Regions from separate parts of the Mus musculus genome. Here region 2 is linked to region 1. A link is a contact called in public HiChIP or PLAC-seq data. All regions are on one chromosome and are shown on one strand. Each heading gives the region's core, a stretch centred on a gene start, on an enhancer-like site or on the middle of the called end of the contact. The rest is flanking DNA. Distances are from core to core; before and after follow the strand shown.

What was found. HiChIP or PLAC-seq counts read pairs in DNA pulled down with a chosen protein or histone mark.
Region 2: a contact with region 1 is called in an H3K4me3 HiChIP or PLAC-seq map of pro-B cells, with 3 times the contacts expected there. The contact joins the enhancer-like site here to the promoter of Sumf1 in region 1. A contact is called at or near these places in 9 of 39 promoter capture datasets (the 3T3-L1 cell line, the C10 cell line, cranial neural crest and 4 more), 3 of 15 datasets of contacts at CTCF or cohesin (the NIH/3T3 cell line and large pre-B cells), 2 of 484 Hi-C or Micro-C datasets (muscle stem cells and nephron progenitors), 10 of 115 datasets of contacts at active chromatin or transcription factors (bone marrow-derived macrophages, embryonic basal ganglia, embryonic stem cells and 7 more) and 2 of 9 other capture datasets (adipose tissue and embryonic stem cells).

Annotation. Positions count from the first base shown.
Region 1 is chr6:108,182,908-108,186,999 of GRCm38.p6, forward strand. It overlaps Sumf1 (sulfatase modifying factor 1), which reads right to left and starts at 2,676. Exons shown (of 9, transcript NM_145937.3): 1 at 2,386-2,676. The coding sequence starts at 2,649.
Region 2 is chr6:108,714,993-108,718,858 of GRCm38.p6, forward strand. It overlaps Gm35359 (a long non-coding RNA gene), which reads right to left. Exons shown (of 3, transcript XR_377955.2): 2 at 3,534-3,660; 3 at 2,539-2,936. Among named protein-coding and RNA genes, the nearest start is that of Gm35359, 14 kb to the right of the region's middle. Within about 2 kb of position 2,604, at least 45 of the 459 cell types and tissues checked have an H3K27ac peak or open chromatin away from gene starts, as enhancers often do. A contact at or near this core is called in pre-B cells and pro-B cells, where this site is marked.

The DNA of each region.
Region 1 (4,092 bases), core at 1,426-3,925:
TCTTTTGACCTTCATAGAAGCATGTATATAAACATAAAACCATACACACACACTTACCAACCATGTACCTTTAAAAGATTGAAACATAAAGTAGACAAAAATCATTCCATTATCACAGAACCACACTGTGAGCAACTACTAGGTTTACATGGATCACTCAACTACGTGTCTTGTGACAAAGGCTTGAGTTCAGCATGCACAGTGACCCAGGACAGCCATGTTTCCAGTCTCCAGTGAGTGAGTTTACTAGGTAAATAACAGGCTTTTAGAGCATCAGATCAGATACAGTATCCAGCAGAAACTGTCTAGGGAAGCCCAAAGCATCAAAGAATCAGCTGAAGCCTTTGATCAACAAAAAACTGTCCAAGGCAGAAAGTCTCCTGGGTGAGACTTCCCACTAGCCATTCCCAACACAGGCTTTGTTTCTCCCTTTGTATCAAGAAATAAATAGTAGCTAAGTCTCCCTTGTGGGAAAGTATCCCCCACCAGTATTCCAGGATACACTGTTTCATCCATGCTGGGATAAGGGATCTTGAAGAACACTCTGAAGACAAACATGCTTGGGTCTAACATGGGGGCGCCAACATCACCCCCAAGCAAACTTCTCAGTGAGTTTAAATAGCATAAGACAACTTATTAGTTTGATGTATCTATTCCAGATGGCCAATTCTTCTGACCACAATAATTCAACTGGGAACAGGACAATGGCTCAAAGTTTACCTGGGAACTTTTCCTGGAGCCACTAAGAAGGAATTCTTCCTCTTCCAACTGGTTTAGGAGGTGGGATGTCCTCTATACAACAGACCTAAACTAATGTAAGATGGCTAAGGGACAGCCAACAATGGGCCTGGGGATGCTGCCTGGTGCCCTGGATCCAGCTGTGTCTACAATCATGTGCTGTCTCAATCTTCCCAAGTATAGAGAATCCATAAATCTCTCCCTCTCATTTGAAGCTATCCTGATTCCATTTGCTACTGTATGATTTTTTTGTGCATAAAACTAAAATAAACTCATATAAAATTATTTTGCAGGGCTCTTTTTCCATTGCCTACTTTCTACTGATTGAACTTAACACAAAAGGCTCAGGCAAAAGAAATCTGTATGCCAACAGCTATAATAGCTACACAAAACTTGGTCCAGCCACAGTATACAGACATTCCTCATAGGTGGAATACGATCCAAATTTCCAGCACTAATGTTTGACTCATGAAGCTTCAGTTGCCTCACCTATGACCCAGAAGACGATGGACTGCACAGGATTCTCTGGGTACACAGTAGAAGTATATATTTACAAAGGCTTTCTTTGAAAAGTGCCCGATAACCTTCACCCCCAAAATAGCCTCTCAATAGTGTAGCTACCAATAAATAAATAAACAAACAAACATCACTCAAGAGATATTACAGAATGTCTAAAATAGGTTAGGCACTGGGATGGGAGGAGGGGGGCAAATCCATAGAGAATAAATCAGATCTAAAACTCTTTCCATCATCAAGTAGGTAACAGAAAAACAACACTGCACTGCAGTAAGCAAAATAGACAAGTGGCCACTGGGCAACTGCCCTCCAAAAAATGCTGTGGGGATTTATAGACAAGCATCTTTAGTTGTCGCACTGCTACCTACCACTGAGTCAATCTATGGAAATATTGAAAGGGAGGGAAGACCCACAGGAGATGTTACCCCTCACCAACTCCTGAACTTAAGTGCCAATTAACATAGAGGAAAGAAAAGAGACCTGGGAAACAAGGATAGACTGGATAGGAGTACAAAAGAAAAGTGTTATTCAGAGGGCCTGGGGTGAATTCCCTAAAGCTAGCAAGTAGAATGAAGGTCCATTTCTATATTCACTGTTTTCATCCGTACATACTAACATCTAACACACCTATGCACTACACAAAGACATAAATAAAAGCAATAAAGTACACTCGGCTCCATACTTCTTTGCAGTCGGAGTGCTAAGCACTACAGAATAAATACAAGTCTGCGAGCACAGTGAGTTTAAGGCAGTGTTGGAGACTCAGGCTCCACAGGTACTAAAACTAGAACTTAAACCCGAATCCATCAGACTTTTCCTGGAGCTCTGCAGCAGGAGGGCGGAGTGGAGGAAGGGGGAAGTGGGCAAGAAGAGGTAAGAAAGAATGGACAGCACTCTTCAAGCTAAGCTCTCTTAAGTTTTAGTGATAAACACAGCCACAAACCCCTGCCCATCTCCCAGTGGGGGGGGGGGGGGCAGGGGGGAGGACATCTGTCAAATGAGATCTGTAGCTGAGAGACTTGGGATGTGGTTCGACCCTTTCCAGGAGTTCCGAATCCCCCCTCTTCTGGCCCAGCGAGGCCTCATGCCGTAGCCAACGACACCCACACGCCCCAGGAATGGAAGGCGCACCTTGGTGAGCGCGAGCGGTCGCGGGCCTGAGGTCAGGCCCGGGGCGTTCGCCTCCCGGGAGTAGCGCTGCGCCGCCGCCGAGCTGCCATGGGCCCCGGCCCTCTGGGGCGTTCCGCAGCCGCACGAGCCCGCAAGGGACGCCGCACCTTCCCTGGCCTCGGCCTCATCGCTTCCCGCCACCTCGCACGCCAACACCAGCAGCAAGAAGACTCGCGCCAGTCTGATGCAGCAGCGGAGAGCCGGCTCTCGCGCGGGCGCAGCCATGTTGTTCCCGGAGTCATGTGACCCATGGAGATCACGTGACCTGTGGTGCTTAAAGCAGCGGCTTTGGCTGACATAGGTAATAAATAATAGCCTGAGACTGCTTCCAGGTAGTTAGCCAGAGTTTGCCTGCTAATGTTAAAAGCATGCAAACCACAACAAAGCTCTATGATATTCAAGGCCTTCCGCAGACAATGTGCCCCTCTCTAGTTTCGTGGTTGAAAGCTAGTTGAATTTATTCAGCATTTGCTGAGCACCACTACCTTACTACATAAACACTCATTTTTTTTTTTAAGTACTTAGTTCTCGTGATGCTGCTACATTGTGTTGACAGGACAATTAAGTGGTCTGCTCAAATCACGTATCAAACATGTCAAAACCAAAATCTAACTCCAAGGTATCTAACCAGAAACCCTGAATTTTGAGCTCTATAAGCAATTCAGAAATTGGACTTAGGAAAGTGAGCATAGTGAAAAAGACCAGTGAGTAGAGTTAGGTAAATCTAGACTATGAGATTGTATAAAATAACACTTCGCAAAGTTTGGACTGATAGGTTATTTCTCCACTGGTAAAATAGACCAATAAATGCCAAATTAGAATATATTGAAGATAGGTTTATTGGGAAGCTGCTCTTGAGTGAGTTCACTGGCCCCCAAGGACCAAGGCCAGAAACATCACCAAGGTGGGGGGTGGGGAGAAAGAGAGAAAGGGCACACAGGGCAGAGAGAGAAAGTGAAAGAAAATTAAAATTCAAGGTCCATGACTCATGCGGCTTGCTAGTTAGGAGGGCTTTTTGGGCCTAAGACAAAGAACAAAGGCTGTAAAGTCATCCCAGGAACCAACTAGCCATAAAGATAGGGAAGACATACAAGAATGTCCGGACTGGCCTGGCGCCTCCCTATCTCCAACCCCCACCTATGTTCTTTCAAGAGGAGGAAGAGGAGGAGGAGGAGGTGAAAGGGGAGAGGAAGGGGAGAGAGGGAGAGAGAGAGGGGTAGAGAGAGAGAGAGAGGAACAAATGTCTGGATTATATAGGGAAGAGCAGGCAGCCAGGGGCCTACTTGGGGACAGGGTATGCCCAGTAGGAACCTAAGTATGCTGGATTAACCTGGAGGCCAGGTCTGCTTTGATTGTAAAATATGCACCTCAGTCCCTTGTCCCGGGTCCAAAGCCAAACCTGGACCATAGCAACAGTAAGAGCATCACCTGGTAACTTACTGGAAAGACAACACTTGCTAAGAGAGATGGTTTTAGCCATGGAAGAGGAGTGACTGCTCTTCCAGAGGACCAGAGTTCAATTCCTACCATCCACCAGGCAGCTCACAACTGTAATTCCAAGACCTAACACCTTCACATTGATATACATGCAGGCAAAACACCAGTGCACATAAAATAAAAATAAATAAATAATATTTTAAAATGCAACACTTCATCAGAATCTATTGG
Region 2 (3,866 bases), core at 1,354-3,853, 530 kb after region 1:
TAGATAGCACATTTGTAATTTCATCACTTGGTACGCTGAGACAGGAATATTGCAATGAAGACATCCTGTCCTAATAGTGACTTCAAGGGCAACCCTAGGTATACAACATGATATTATCTCAAACATTAAAAGATATGCATTGCATCTGCCAGTATAGTTTAAATAGTTGGCTTTTTTTAAAAGGTTGAGATGGGATCATGAATTCAAGGTTCTCCTTGTATGTTGCTTAGTGGTAGACCACTCACTCAGCATATGTGAGGTCTGAGTCCCACGTCTATACTAGAGGAGGAAAAGAATGTTATTGCTACTTACATCTGAGGCATTTTATAAGAACATCAGACATGTGCTTCTGAAAGTACAAGGCAGAGGCCAAGGCCAAGTTCCCTTCTGGTGGCATCTTTGGCTCCAAAGCAGCCAAGACTGGTCTCTTTAGTTCATTGCTTCCCAGATTCTCCTTTTTCAGTACAAGGGCACCCAACAGCAGTGCCTGGGTTGAGAAAAAGGTGTGAGAGTATCTCTGGGCAAGAGAAATGGGAAGCAGATAACTACAGTTTGTTCGGCCACTGGTAGCCATACCTCATTGCTCCAGCTCCAGAGACCTGGGTCTTCCTTCATTGCTCACTCAGATAGCAAATGATGTCATCTCTAATCTGTGACAGCTGGGCTGTTTTTAAACCAGGTCCTCTCTGAGGCTTCCATACAAAGGAGGAGGTGGCCCTGTGTCTTGAGTGCAATGCTAAGAGTCTATAAAAGTTATCTGCACTAATGCTGTCCTTCCAGGGCTCAGAAGGCCAGTAGCAAAGATAGCTGTATTTTCTTTCAGAAACTCATAGAAACTGTGCTCAACCTTGGTGTTGTAAGCCTTGGATACAGATCCAAGCCCTGGCGCAGATCAACTCTAATAACATCTCTATGTATGTATGAATGTATGTATGTACGTATGTATGTATATATTTAATGTATATGAGTACACTGTAGCTGTCTTCAGATACACCAGAAGAGGGCATCCACTCTTATTACAGATGGTTGTGAACCACCATATGGTTGCTGGGAATTGAACTCAGGACCTCTGGAAAAGCAGTCAGTGCTCTTAACCACTGAGCTATCTCTCCATCTCATAACACCTCTTTATATTTGTCCTTTTAGTATGTTGCTATGGCTTTGAGACAAGGCCTTGCTGTAGTAGCCCAGGCTGATCTGGAGCGTCTGTCCTCCAGCCTTAGCCTCCCAAGCAAGTAGTAGAATTCCATACCTGCTAAATGGTGTGTGTGTTTTTTTGTATGTGTGTGTGTGTAGGTTTGTTTGTTTGTTTTTTTTTTTTTGAAACAGGATCTTACTACATAGAAGAGGCTGACCTGGAACTATGTGGCATATATATAGTGAATGAGTGTTTTACCTGCATTTATGCATATGTACCATGTACATACCTTGTGCCCATGAAGGTTAGAAGGCATCAGATTCCCTGGAACTGAATTTATTGATAATTGAGCTGCCATGTGGGTGCTAGGAACCAAACCTGGGTCCCTTTCAAGAGCAACTGGTAGTCTTAACTACTGAGCCGTCTCTCCAGCCCCTTAACTCACTGTTTTGAAGATAGGATCTCATCATGTAGTCCAGGCAGTCTTTGAACTCCATATATAGCTGAGGATAACCTTAAACTGTTGATCCTCCTGGCTTCCTGTCCGGAGTATTGGAATTATAAGCATACACCTGCACTGTCAGTTTATGAAAGGATGGGAAGGAAGCCCAGAGTGTGCATGCTGGGTACTCTGTCAACTGAGCTACATCACCAGGATTATATGGCTCTGTTGTTGTTGATTGCTTCCTTCTTCCTTCCCTTCCCTTCCCTTCCCTTCCCTTCCCTTCCCTTCCCTTCCCTTCCCTTCCCTTCCCTTCCCTTCCCTTCCCTTCCCTTCCCTTCCCTTCCCTTCCCTTCCCTTCCCTTCCCTTCCCTCCTTCCTTCCTTCCTTCCTTCCCTCCTTCCTTTCTTCCTTTCTTTCTTTTTCCTTCTTCCTTTCTTTCCCTCCCTCCCTTCCTTCCTTTTCCTCCTCCTCCTCCTCTTCCTCCTCCTTCTCCATCTTCTTTGAGACAAGGTTTCTCTGTGTATCCCTGACAGTCCTGGAACTCATTCTGTACATCAAACTGGCCTTGAACTCAGAGATCCACCGGCCTCCGTCTCCTGAGTTCTGGGATTAAAGAAGAAGTGCACTGCCACTGCCTAGCTCCTGTATGTTTTTAAAAACATGCTAAAACAGACTTTTTTTTCCCCATGGGAATTGGCATTGCAATATTAGGGGCCGATACTCTGGCGAGGAAGTGAGGAGGATCAATAGTTTAAGGTTATCCTCAAGAATGGGTTCGTCCTTTTGGCTTTTGTGATTGGTTTTCACTCTGTAGCCCAGGCTTGCTTTGAACTCTTGGCAATCCCCAGGTTCATTCTCTCAGGTACAACGATTTGAAGTGCAAGGCACCCGTCTTGCTCCTTGTTACCCTTCAGCTGACAATCAACACCTTCTCAGACTCCAACGCTGTGTAGGAGTCTACAGGGGAAAACGTAAGAACAGTGCCTTTGGCAGAGGAAATGCTACCTTGGAGGGAAAGAGGTTGTCATGAGCCCCTGCTGTGTGTTTTAAGAAACGCTCTTTAACTTGAGACTTCCTGTCTCTCCTGAAATTGCACCAGCAGGCTAACTATTCTAGGCATACCACCAGCTGGACATGAGGTCCCATGAGAAACAGTCAGAAGGGATTGAGGAGGTTTACTTGATAGCTGAGCAGCACTTGAAAACCATTTTCAGTATGCAGGCCCGACAGAGGAAAGAGCCCCCAGGGGTCAGGGCCTCCCGGGGGAGCGTCACCAGAGCACCTAAGGAAGTGTCTTCAGAGCAAGGGGAAGTGAACTGGCCTCTGGGCTCTGTCAGGTGGCTGTGGTTCAAGCTAAGGAGAGAAGATCAGGTGTCAAAGGTGTGGTTAAGGTGACTTCTGATGTAGAAAGTAAACTTCAGGGTTTCAGATGGAGGCTGGGGGGGGAGGCGGGGCTCAGGGTCTGTGCAGTGACCCTACAGATTCAAAGACCTTTTCTTCTCTTCCCTTCCCTCCCCCTCCCCTCCTCTTCCCTCCTTCCCTCCCTCCCTCCCTCCCTGCACCCTCCCTCCCTCCCTGCCCCCCCTCCCTCCTTCCCTCCCTCCCTCCCTGCCCCCTCCCTCCCTGCCCCCTCCCTCCCTCCCTCCCTGCCCCCTCCCTCCTTCCTTCCTGGGTTCCTGGAGATCCATAGTCTACTTTTTAAGTGTGTGTGTTGGGGGAGGTTTATTAGGCTCCGGGATTACATGACCTCTTCTGCACTACTGGAGATGGAAGCCAACCTAGCTTCTGTGCACCCTGAGTAGAGCTCTATCTTTGAGTGACACTCCTAGATTCTAGATCATCTTTGGAGATCTTTTTGGACGTCTGGCCTCTAAGCAGGTGACTCAGAATTATCTCTGAGACCTTGCTCAGTTCTCAGAACTCTTCGTTTGGTTAGAAGTGTCAACCTACCTCTAAGCAAGCCAGGACTCAGTTCCTCTGCAGTCCAGCCTCTCTGGACTTCTGACTCTCAGCTTTGGCTTTGCCATGAGTTTCTGTACGTTGCCTTCTGGAACTTGGCAACCAGCATCCCCAGCCACTGGAAAGAGAGTGTATGGCTCTCAGCATCTGTCTATCCATCCCAGGTGAGGATGCAGCCCAGCTGGCTGGCTGGCCACTTATGCTGGATGGGGGCTAGAATTCAGTGATTGGCTCAGAAGAAGGGGTCCCAATGAAGAATCCCTGTTTCTGAATGTTGGTTTTAGTTCAAACATACTGCATGTATTATCTTTGCAAACTGTGGCA